2 separate regions of the Nomascus leucogenys genome follow, and region 2 is linked to region 1. Evidence: chromatin contacts called from public Hi-C data. All regions are on one chromosome and are shown on one strand. Each heading gives the region's core, a stretch centred on a gene start, on an enhancer-like site or on the middle of the called end of the contact. The rest is flanking DNA. Distances are from core to core; before and after follow the strand shown. Region 1 holds the start of SLC35E4 (solute carrier family 35 member E4). Region 2 overlaps OSBP2 (oxysterol-binding protein 2).

Region 1 (5,440 bases), core at 381-2,880:
TTACTTGGGAGGCTGAGGCAGAAGAATCACTTGAACCTAGGATGCGGAGGCTGTAGTGAGCTATCTCACCACTGCACTCCAGCCTGGGCGACAGAGCCAGACCCTGTCTAAATAAGTAAATAAACAAATAAACAGGAGTTGGGCCTCCAGAGCCTGAGTTTGGGGCCTGGAACTCACTGAACTGTTGGCCCTCTCTGAGCCTCAGTTCTGCTTCCTCCACAGCCATGAACCTCAGTTTCCTCATCTGTAAAATGGGACAACAACCATACCCCTCACAGGGCCATCCAGGCCATGCACCCACCCAGACCCCCACCTTCTCAGTTGGCCACCCAGGCACTTACTTTGCTGAACCGACTTGAGTCCGCGGAGGCAGGTGGCTGCGAGCAGGAAGCCACAGCCGGTGGGGGGTGTCCGGAACTCTCCAGCCAGGCTGCAGGCGGCCCCCAGGCAGAGCGGGCCCATGGCGGCCAACTGCAGCGGGTGGTGGCGGCGGCCCAGCAGCAGTGCCGACAGGGCCAGGGTGAACAGAGGCGTGGTGGTAGTGACCAGTTGTGCCAGGTCCAGGGGCACAGCCCTTAGGCCCACGTTGCCACAGGCCATGGAAGTGCCGAAGGTGAGACTGAGCAGTAGGATTCGGCAGCGAGTGCCGCCTGGCATGGGGCGCCGTGCCCCCCGGTGGCATGCCAGAGCTGCCACCAGCATGTGCAGGGCCGACAGCAGTAGGGGCCGCCCAAAGCCGTGCACTGTGAAGATCCATTTGTTGAGGCTTGACATGCTGGCTCCCGCCAGCAGCCACACCAGTGCTGCCATGGCCACCCGGGCCCGGCCAGGCTGCCGGAGGGCCTGAGGGCTGCCAGGGGGCCACTCGGGGGGCCCAGCCGCCCGAGCACCACCAGCTGCTGCTGCTACTTCGGCTGAGGTCATCCTGCCATCATGGTGCTCCGGCGGGCAGCGGCACATCCGCACCAGTGGGGCTAGGGCAGGAGGCGGGCTCCCCAGTGACCACCTCTGGGCCACCAGAGAGTTCCGCTTGGGGCCAGGCTAGATCCTGGTTCCTCCGACCCCGTGTCCCGTTTCAGACAGGTGAGAACACTGCTTACTTGTGCCAGGCCTGTGCCAGCGATGTCTAGGAGCTAAGCTGTGTTTCCAGCTAAGACAGGGCAGAGCCAAGGTCGCGGCTGCTAGGATGCCAGGGTCTCCGATGCTCAAGCGTGGGCTCCAGGCACCTCTGCCCCGTGCCAGGTGGTCTTCACTCTCCTCCTCGCCTAGTGCCCACGTTATGCTTTTAGATGAAATCCTCGTTCCTTTTTTCTCTTCAGTCCCCAGGTCATTAGGGTGCGCGCAGATCCAGACCCTGGGAACTCCTGCGTGCTCTGGCCGTGACGAGGCCTGGCAGGGGGGCGATCCGGGCTCCGCGCCTTGTGGTGCCCGGCCCGGGGGATCGCGGGCTTGCTGCCTCCCACAGTGCCCGGGCAGTGAGCTGACACCACGGCCCGTGCTCCGGCCGGTGCCTGGCGGCGAGCTAGGCGCGGTTCCAGCAGGGCCTGAGCTCCAACTCCTGCTCTCTGAGGCTTTGGCTGCGGCTCTGGCTGCGGCTGTGACTCCGGCTGCGGCTCCTTCTGCGACTCACGCCCGGCTCCAGCTCAGGCCCGGCTCGGCGGGCGCGGCGGTGCGCTCTTGGCTCCGCCTCCGCCTCTGCCTCCGCCGCCGCCGCCCGCTCCCTACACGGAAAATTGGGCTGAGCACCCCCGCCAGGCCCCGCCCCAGGCCAGGCCCCGCCCCCAGACCCGGGAGGGAGGTCTCGCCCAGCCCCAACGCCTCCCGCTCACAGCCCCTCCCCCATCGGCCTGGCATTCCCCCATCAGCCCTCCTCCGCCCGGGGCCTGCGCATCTGCCCAGTAGAGCACCCCCCGCGAGCTGGCGTGGTCAGCCTCTCTTCGCCGCCAGGGGGGACCAGGTCTCTCCCTACCCAGCGCCAAGGCGAGCTCCCCATGGAGATCAACGCGCATTGCTGGAGACACTGGGGTATCCCGCACAGCCGCCCAGGCTATCTTCAAGAAGCAGGGTAGTGAGGAGGGGCCCACAGCCCCCATCCTAGGACCAGTCTTACGCCCACCTGATCTCTGGCCACAATTATCTTGTGGGACCTCAGCATCCAGCAGAGCTGGATTACGGGGTCCCTTAAGGCACCTCCATCGCCCCTCCGTAGCCCCAGCATCCTCGCCCGCCTCCCAGTCCAGGGCGGTGCCCCCGGGGACCCTCAGAAGGAAGCTGAATCACTAGGCAGGGCTACCCACAACTGCGGAAGTAGGTACCGCCAGCCGGCATCCTTCCCCGGTCAGCAGCCTCTGTCCCGTCCCCTGAGCACTCGGAGCTGATTCATAGCAGAACTTCCTGGGGTCCACCCCGTGCCTCAGCCCTGGCAAGACAGAGCCCTGGGCTGGGAGGCAGAGCGTTGCCACTGAGCCCTTGTTCCTGTCTGGGTCTCGGTTTTCCCACCAGAACGACAGCCGCTCTCTGAGCTCAGGATTGGGTAAAAGGCGCGCCCCAGGGCAGAAGAGGTCCATCCAGATTCCAGGCCAGGCCAGGCCCTGGCCCCTCTGAGCTCTGAAGTCCAGGAGCACGAGGACCAAGACCCAGCCATGTGCCCAGTATCAGATGTGAGCCTCTTTCCTGTTGTCGGTCTTCCTACTAGGCTCCTGCCCAAGAGGACCCGGCTCACCCCTTGCCTGTTGTCTAACCAGCAAATCTTTGACGACAGCAACCTGTCTTGAGACACAAGATCTCAAAGGGAGACCGCTGAGCCCAGCCCGCTGCGCCCTCTGGTGGCCAGGCGCGGAATATAGCCCTCAATCCCCATCCCAATCACGGGACGCGGGTTTAAAATCCCCAGCCTCAAAGGAGGCCTACTGAATCGGGTGGGCCTGGGAAGTTACATGGTTACATTTGCCTCTGTAAGTCCGACGCCTGCTGGAGCCTGCAGATCTCTGCTGAATAGCCTAAGCGACAAGGCAGGGGGTGCAGATAGGGAAATTGCCAGGCCAAGGACCAAAAAATGGTGGCATTTAGGGTTTCTCCAGAAAGGGTTGTGGAAAGGAAACTAAGCCAGCCAAAGCGGGCGGCCCCTCTCCCACACCCCCTTGCCATTTCCTGAGGATGAGAAATCTGGGACCCCTAAGGGTTATAATTATCTTTGAGATTTTGTCATGTTTTTTTGTTTGTTTTCCAAGACCGAGTTTCGCTCTTGTTGCCCAGGCTAGAGTGCAATGGCACGATCTCAGCTCACTGCAACCTCCGCCTCCCAGGTTCATGTGATTCTCCTACCTCAGCCTCCCGAGTAGCTGGGATTACAGGCGTGCACCACCAAACCCGGCTAATTTTTGTATTTTTAGTAGAGACAGGGTTTCACCATGTTAGTCAGGCTGGTCTCAAACTCCTGACCTCTGGTGATCCACCCACCCTGGCCTCCCAAAGTGCTGGGACTACAGGTGTAAACCACCATGCCCAGCCTGGATTTCGTCAGTTTTCTAGTAAGTTTCCTTTAGTAAAAAACAATAGGCTGGGTACAGTGGCTCATGCCTGTAATCCCAGCACATTGGGAGGCTGAGGCATGAGGATCACTTGAGCTCAGGAGTCGGAGACCAGCTTGGGCAACAAGGCAAAGCCTCGTGTCTACAGAAAATACAAAAATGAGCCGGGAGGCTGGCCGAAGAGGCTCACACCTGTAATGCCAGCACTTTGGGAGGCTGAGGCTGGCGGATCACTTAAGGTCAGGAGTTGGAGACAGCCTGGCCAACATGGTGAAACCCTGTCTCTACTAAAAATACAAAAATTAGCTGGGTGTGGCGGTGGGCACCTGTAGTCCCAGCTACTCAGGTGGCTGAGGCAGGGGAACCGCTTGAACCTGGGAGGCAGAGGTTGCAGTGAGCCAAAATTGCACCACTGCACTCCAGCCTGGACGAAAGAGCAAGACTCCATCTCAAAAACAAACAAACATGAGCTTGGCATGGTGGTGTCTGCCTGTAGTCCCAGCTATTCAGGGGATTGGGAGGGAGGATCCCTTGAGCCCAGGAGATGGAGGCTCAGCAGTGAGCTGAGATTGCACCACTGCACTCCAGCCTGGGTGACAAAGACCTTGTCTCAAAAAAAAAAAATTTTTTTTTTTAAGACAGAGTCTCGCTCTGTCGCCCAGGCTGGAGTGCAGTGGCACAATCTCGGCTCACTACAAGCTCTGCCTCCTGGGTTCACGGCATCCTCCTGCCTCAGCCTCCTGAGTAGCTGGGACTACAGGCGCACGCCACCACGCCCGGCTAATTTTTTGTATTTTTAGAAGAGACAGGGTTTCACAGTGTTAGCCAGGATGGTCTCGATCTCCTGACCTTGTGATCTGCCCGCCTTGGCCTCCCAAAGTGCTGGCATTACAGGCATGAGCCACTGCACCCGACCAAAAAATTTTTTTAATTTAATTAAAAAATAGTAAGAAAGAAAAAACCAACAACAGTAATAATTTTTTTTTTTTTTTTTGAGATGGAGTTTCGCTCTTGTCACCCAGGCTGGAGTGCAGTGGCACAATCTCAGCTCATTGCAACCTCTGCACCCCCCACCCCAGGTTCAAGTGATTCTCCTGCCTCAGCCTCCCAAGTACCTGGGATCATAGGCGTGTGCCATCACGCCTGGCTAATTTTTGTATTTTTACTAGAGACGGGGTTTCACCATGTTGGCCAGGCTGGTCTCGAACTCCTGACCTCAGGTGATCTATCCACCTCGGCCTCCGAAAGTGCTGGGATTACAGGCACGAGCCATCTCGCTCGGCAACAATAATAATTTATATATATACATATATATATATTTTTTTTTAAGATAGAGTCTCACTCTGTCACCCAAGCTGAAATGCAATGGCACAATCTTGGCTCACTGCAACCTCCAACTCCCAGATTCAATCAATTCTTCTGTCTCAGCTTCCCAAGTAGCTGGAACTACAGGTGACCACCACCATTTACAGCTAATTTTTGTATTTTTAGTAGAGATGGGGTTTTGCCATGTTGGCCCGGCTAGTCTCAAACTCCTGACCTCAAGTGATCCCCTGCCTCAGCCTCCCAAAGTGCTCAGATTACAGGCATGAACCACCGCACCTGGCCAACAATAATAATTTTATGAAACAAAAACACCTTGTACCTTCTCAGAGCTGAGCTAATGGGGAGTGGTTGGTGGTGAAAATCTGTCTCCAAGGCCACCATGAAGCAGCTCCCACCTGCCCTGCCTGGTGACGGGTGGCTCTGAGGACTATGGATTAAGCAAGTAAGGCCTGGACAGGCCTTGGTGGAATGGAGAGGACGGCACACCTTGGGGTGAAGGGAGTCTGATGGCAGAGCCCAAAGCAGGTGACCCAGCAGCACCATCCTCCATGGGAGCCCAGAAGGGCCAGGGCACATGGGAGGAG
Region 2 (6,217 bases), core at 2,235-4,734, 110 kb before region 1:
GTGGGTTTTTCATAAATGCCCTTTATAATGTTGCTGAAGTTGCCTTCTATTCCTAGCTTGCTGAGTGTGTTCATCATGAAAGGGTGTTGAATATTTGTCAGATCTTTTTTCTGTATCAGTTGAGAGGGCCACATGTGGCTTTTTTCACCTTCGATCAAATTGGTGTACTACACTGATTGTTTTTTGGTTGTTGTTGAACTACCCTTCCACTCCTGGGGTAAGTCCCACTTGGTCATGATGTATAATCCTTTAAATATGCTAATGGATTTTGTTTGCCAGTATTTTGTTGAGGGATTTTGCAGCTATATTCCTAAAGGATAATGGTTTATAGTTTCCTTTTCTTGTGATGTCTTTGTGTGGCTTAGGTATCAGGGCTGGCCTCATAAAATAAGTTATTAAGTGTTTCATCCTCAGGCCGGGTGCAGTGGCTCGTGCCTGTAATCCCAGCACTTTGGGAGGCCAAGGCAGGCAGATCATCTGAGGTCAGGAGTTCAAGACCAGCCTGGCTAACATGGTGAAACTCCATTTCTACTAAAAATACAAAAAACTAGCTGGGTGTGGTGGTAGGTGACTGTAATCCCAGCTACTCGGGAGGCTGAGGCAGGAGAATCGCTTGAACCTGGGAGGCGAAGGTTGCAATGAGCGGAGATTGCACCACTGCACTCCAGTTTAGGCAACAAGAGCGAAATTCCATCTCAAAAAAAAAAAAAAAGGCAAAAAGTATTTCATCCTCTTCAATTTTTTGAAAAAAATTTAAGAATTGGTATAATTTTTTTTTTTTTTTGAGACAGGGTCTCACTCCACTGCTCAGGCTGAAGTGCAGTGGTGAAATCATGGCTCACTGCAGCCTCAGCCTCTGGGGGTCAAGCAATCCTCCCACCTCAGGCTCCCAAGTAGCTGGGACTACAGGTGTGTGCTATCATGCCTGGCTAGTTTTCATTTTTCAAATTTTTGTAAAGAAAGGGTCTCACTATGTTGCCCAGGTTAGTGTTAAACTCCTGGGCTCAGTTGATCCTCCCTCCTAGGCCTCCCAAAGTGCTGGAATTACAGACGTGACCCACCAGGCCCAGCCTTGCAAGTTCTTTAAATGTTTGGTAGAATTCACCCAATTAAGCCATCTGGTCTTGGACTTTCCTTAGTTTCAAGATCTTTGATTACAGATTCAATGACCTCTTCATTGTAGGTCTGTTAAGATATTTTATTTCTTCTTTACTCAGTTTTTATAATTTGAGTGTTTCTAAGAGTTTGTCCATTTGCATCCAGGTTATCTAATTTGTTGGCATAAACTGTTCATTATAACCCTTTTCATCCTGTTCTTATAACCCTTTTCATTTCTGTAAGGTCATTAGTAATGTTCCCACTTTCATTTCTGATTTCAGTAATTCGAGTCTTCTCTTTTTTTCTTAGTCTAGCTAAAGGCTTACCAATTACGTCAGTCTTTTCAAAGAACCAGCTTTTGCTTTCATTCATTCTCTCTATTGGTTTTTCTATTCTCTAACTCTAATCTTTTTTTTTTTTCTTTTTGAGACAGAGTCTCGCTCTGTTGCCCAGGCTGGAGTGCAGTGGCATGATCTCAGCTCGCTGCAACCTCTGCCTCCCTGGTTCAAGTGATTCTCCTGCCTCAGCCTCCCGAGTGGCTGGGATTACAGGCGTCTGCTACCACATCTGGCTAATTTAATTTTTAAATTTTTTTAGTAGAAATGGGGTTTAAGCATGTTGGCCAGGCTGGTCTCAAACTCCTGACCTCAGGTGATCCGCCCACCTTGGCCTCCCAAAGTGTTGGGATTACAGGCGTGAGCCACCACGCCCAGCCCAACTTTAACCTTTATTGTTTCCTTCCCTCTGCTAGCTTTGAGTTTAGTTTGTTCTTTACCTACTTCCTTCCAGTATAAAGTTTGGTTTTTCATTTGAGATTCATTTTCCTTCTTTTTTAACATATACTTTTAGAGCTATAATTTTTTTTTGTATTTTTTTCTGCCACATAAATGAGGAATAGATAGAGCTATACATTTCTCTCTGGGCACTGCTTTTGCGCATTCCAAAATTTTGGTATATTGTGTTCTTGTTTTCATTTATCTCAATGTATTTTCGAATTTCCCTTGTGATTTCATCTTTGATCCACTAGCTGTTTAAGAGTATGTTGTTTAACTTCCATGTATTTCTGCATTTTCTAGTGTTACCTCTGTTATTGATTCCTACCTTCATTCCACTGTGGTCAGAAAAGATACTTCATATAATCTCAATCTTTTTTTAAATTTATTGACACTTGTTTTGTGGCCTAACATATGGTCTATCCTGAAAAATGTTCCATGTGTACTTGAAAAGAAATTATGGCCGGGCGCGGTGGCTCAAGCCTGTAATCCCAGCACTTTGGGAGGCTGAGGCGGGCGGATCACGAGGTCAGGAGATCGAGACCATCCTGGCTAACACGGTGAAACCCCGTCTCTACTAAAAATACAAAAAAAAATTAGCCGGGCGTGTTGGCGGGCGCCTGTAGTCCCAGCTACTCAGGAGGCTGAGGCAGGAGAATGGCGTGAACCCGGGAGGCGGAGCTTGCACTGAGCCGAGATTGCGCCACTGCACTCCAGCCTGGGGGACAGAGCAAGACTCTGTCTCAAAAAAAAAAAAAAAAAAAAAAAAAAAGAAAGAAATTATAATCTGCTGTTGTTGAGTGGAGTGTTTTGTATATGTCTGCTAAGTCTAATTGGTTTATAGCACCTAAGAGTTGATTTTTTGTTTGTTTGTTTGTTTGTATGTTTTGAGACAGAGTTTCACTCTGTTGCCCAGGCTGGAGTGCAGTCGCCTGATCTCAGCTCACAGCAACCTCTGCCTCTCAGGTTCAAGCGATTATCCTGCCTCAGCCTCCCAAGTAGCTGGGACTACAGGCATGCGCCACCACACCCGGCTAATTTTTGTATTTTTAGCAGAGACGGGGTTTCACCATGTTGGCCAGGCTGGTCTCGAACTCCTGATAGACATCCAGGTAGGAGGGGACTGTACTTGGATTAGGGCATGGCAAAAGAGCTGGGGAGTAGCAGGTGATTTCAAGAGATAAGTAGAAGTAGGAAGTAGGCTTCCAGCAGGATGAGACAGGGTTCTCAGTTCAGGAAAATAAAACAGGCCCCGGGATAACCCACAGTGGCCTGCCTAAAGTGCTATCTGTGTCCTTGACCCAGATGGCCACCATCACCCAGGCCCAAGGAGAGCGACATTAGGCCATCTTCTCTCATTCAAGGCTGCCCTAAGCTGACTCCAAGACAGGCAAAAAGTAACAAACCACAACTCTCAGACATCAGCCTGAGAGCTTAGAGAGGAGGACCTTGTCTTTAACAGAAGGCCATCAAAGGGCTATCTTCCGAGACATAATGAGGTGGTCCCAATCTTTCTATAAACACAGAGTAGCCGTCTGAAGGCTTTTCCTTCACATACCTGGTTCATTCATGTTGCAAAAAGCCAACAGGAGAGGAATCCTACCTTGAATGGTACCTGGATGTTTGTCTCTGTTCTGTGCCCTTGCCCAGAAGGCTGCCGTCTTGGCACATGTGCTGCATCTCATACAATGAAGGAAGCTGAGCCTAAGGTTACTCCCTCAGGGGTCCCCGTCTCCCCTAGATGAAGTCTGGGCTAGCAATCTCTAGCACTGCCCAGCTGAGTTAACAAGCACTTCCCCACTCCCCACCCTCACCACCCCCCACCCCGCCAACTGCAAAAACCCCTCACATTGGCTGTCATACGAAAACTGTTCCAGGATGACTAATCCCATGATTGCCACCTGCTGCATTATTTTCAAGAAGTTCCTAAAAAATAAAGCAATTTATCATTTATATATACTCAGAAAAGCGAAACCAGGAAGAGAAAGCTAGATCTCTAGTGAGCATCCTCACTTGGCCAGTGTGAGTGCCCTGAGCCCAGCTGTGCCACCAGCCACAGCTTTTGCCACAGTGGCTTCCCACAGGCATACAAACGGAGGCCACGGGTCCTTCTGGGGGTCCCAACACAGCCCATGTCTGAGGTGGTCCCACCTGCCTCCTTCACTGGGTGATGGAGTGGTACCTGGGGGACCCCCATCAAGCTCAGCATCATTGCTGACACATGAGAGCTACATGAGTGCTGACCTCAGGGAGAACAATTACCAAGCAGGTGACCCATGCTCCAAATGAGTGAGACGAAAGAGAAAGCCAGACTGGTTTTCAGTGCTCTTTAATACTCACTGAGACCCTAGAGCTAGGAGACAGACCCCAACATGGGAGACAGGGATGGGGCATAAGGACCAACATCACTAGCTCTCATCCTGCTGAATGCCGGAACTCCTTCCACAGGACTCACCATCTCCCCACCCAGTCTCCAAGATAGTCCGGGAGAGCAGGGGCTGTGCCCTCTTCTCACCTGGAGCCCTGCCTCCCAGACAAACACATAGGTCTGTGGAATACACCATTCCACTAATGACTTCAGAAGGATCACAGTTGCATGTGTAGACACATTTTTCAACCATCAGAAACATTTACTGTAGCTCTGGGCAGGCAGGGCTGTGGGAGGTGTGTGTCCTCACACACTCCTGTTAACATTCCATGGCACAAACCCTGTGGAAGGCAGTTTGACGATACTTTCAAGAATTACAAATGTATGCGCCCATTGACCCAGCAAGCCGGCTTCCTGGAACATAAATTTCATTTATACTCATATGTGCATGAAATGAAGTACTGGTAAGGTTACTCATGGCAGCACAGTATGTCACAACAAAATAAGGAAAACAACCCACATGCTCATCAACCAGCTATAGGTTAAATAAACTATGGTCCACCCATACAGTGAAATGCTACATTGTCATAAGAACAAGGAGGAGGCTTTTTACATATTGACAGTGAAAATTTCCAAGACATATTGCTAAATGGAAAATAAAGAAGGCGGTGAATGCAGTTATTTTGAAATAAGTACCTATTTGAATATATATGTAAAGATACAAGTATCTCTGGTTGCCTCTGGGTAGGAAAATGGGGTGGGTGACTGGGAACCAGAAGTCAAAGACAAGACCTCACTGCGTAGGCTTTAGAAGCTGTTGGTTTATGAGTCATGTTAAAACATTACTTTTTTTTTTTGAGACAGAGTCTCACCCTGGTGCAATCTTGGCTTACTGCAACCTCTGCCTCCCAGGTTCAAGCGATTCTCCTGCCTCAGCCTCCTGAGTAGCTGGGATTACAGGCACGCACCATCACGCCCAGCTAATTTTTTGTATCTTTAGTAAAGACAGGGTTTCACCATGTTGGCTAGGCTGGTCTCAAACTCCTGACCTCGTGATCCGCCTGCCTCAGCCTCTCAAGTGCTGGGATTACAGGCATGTGCCACCGTGCCCGGCCAAACATTACATATTTAAAAAATAAATTTATTGGCCGGGCGCGGTGGCTCACGCCTGTAATCCCAGCACTTCGGGAGGCCGAAGTGGGCATACGACCTGAGGTCAGGAGTTTGAGACCAGCCTGGCCAACATGATGAAACCCTGTCTGTATTAAAAATACAAAAATTAGCGGGGCATGGTGGTGTGTGCCTATAATCCCAGCTACTCGGGAGGCTAAGGCAGGATAATTGCTTGAACATGGAAGGCAGAGGTTGCAGTGAGCCGAGATCATGCCACTGTACTCCAGCCTGGGCAACAGGGTGAGACTCTGTCTCAAAAAATAAAATAAATTTATTAAAGTAAGAAACAAAATGTCTTGCTCAGGACATCTAAGCTGGCCTCCCTAATAGGCAAAGACAGCAGCTCTGGCTAAATGGTTTCACTCTCCACAACGGGGGAACCTGGGGAAAAGGCTGGCTTGAGGCACAGACTGACTGCTGCTTCTGGACCTGACCCACTGCAGCATCTGAAGGGTCTGCTGAAGTCCTGACTAGCCCAAAGAAAGGCACACACAGCTCCTGCCCACCAAAAACTGCTGGCCAGACAGAATGGCTGAGCCTCTCACTGCTGACGATGCACAGAACATGCACGCACCTTGACCTTCCAGATTGATCCAGGCTGGCCTGGGTCTCTTGGCCACCACTGCCCACCAGCCGCTTGCAATTCCCACTTCCTCCAGACTCATGACACCACCATATACACACCCGCTGTCCCAAGTGCTCACTACCTGAATGAGTGTTCATCACGCGGACAGCCTTGGCCTTGGCCAGCTCCAGGGCGGTGATCCACTGCTGCCGGTCCACCTCTGAGCTGGCCTTGAGGTGG

The links. Hi-C and Micro-C count contacts between places; a contact is called where the count stands out from the background.
Region 2: a contact with region 1 is called in a Hi-C map of a lymphoblastoid cell line, with 7 times the contacts expected there. The contact joins the enhancer-like site here to the promoter of SLC35E4 in region 1. A contact is called at or near these places in 4 of 4 Hi-C or Micro-C datasets (a lymphoblastoid cell line and an unstated tissue).

What each region holds. Positions count from the first base shown.
Region 1 is chr7b:57,885,095-57,890,534 of Asia_NLE_v1, reverse strand. SLC35E4 (solute carrier family 35 member E4) reads right to left here and starts at 1,630. Exons shown (of 5, transcript XR_004031003.1): 1 at 342-1,630.
Region 2 is chr7b:57,996,783-58,002,999 of Asia_NLE_v1, reverse strand. OSBP2 (oxysterol-binding protein 2) reads right to left here. Exons shown (of 16, transcript XM_030816115.1): 2 at 6,120-6,217. Among named protein-coding and RNA genes, the nearest start is that of OSBP2, 50 kb to the right of the region's middle. Within about 2 kb of position 3,484, the one cell type or tissue checked has an H3K27ac peak away from gene starts, as active enhancers do. A contact at or near this core is called in a lymphoblastoid cell line, where this site is marked.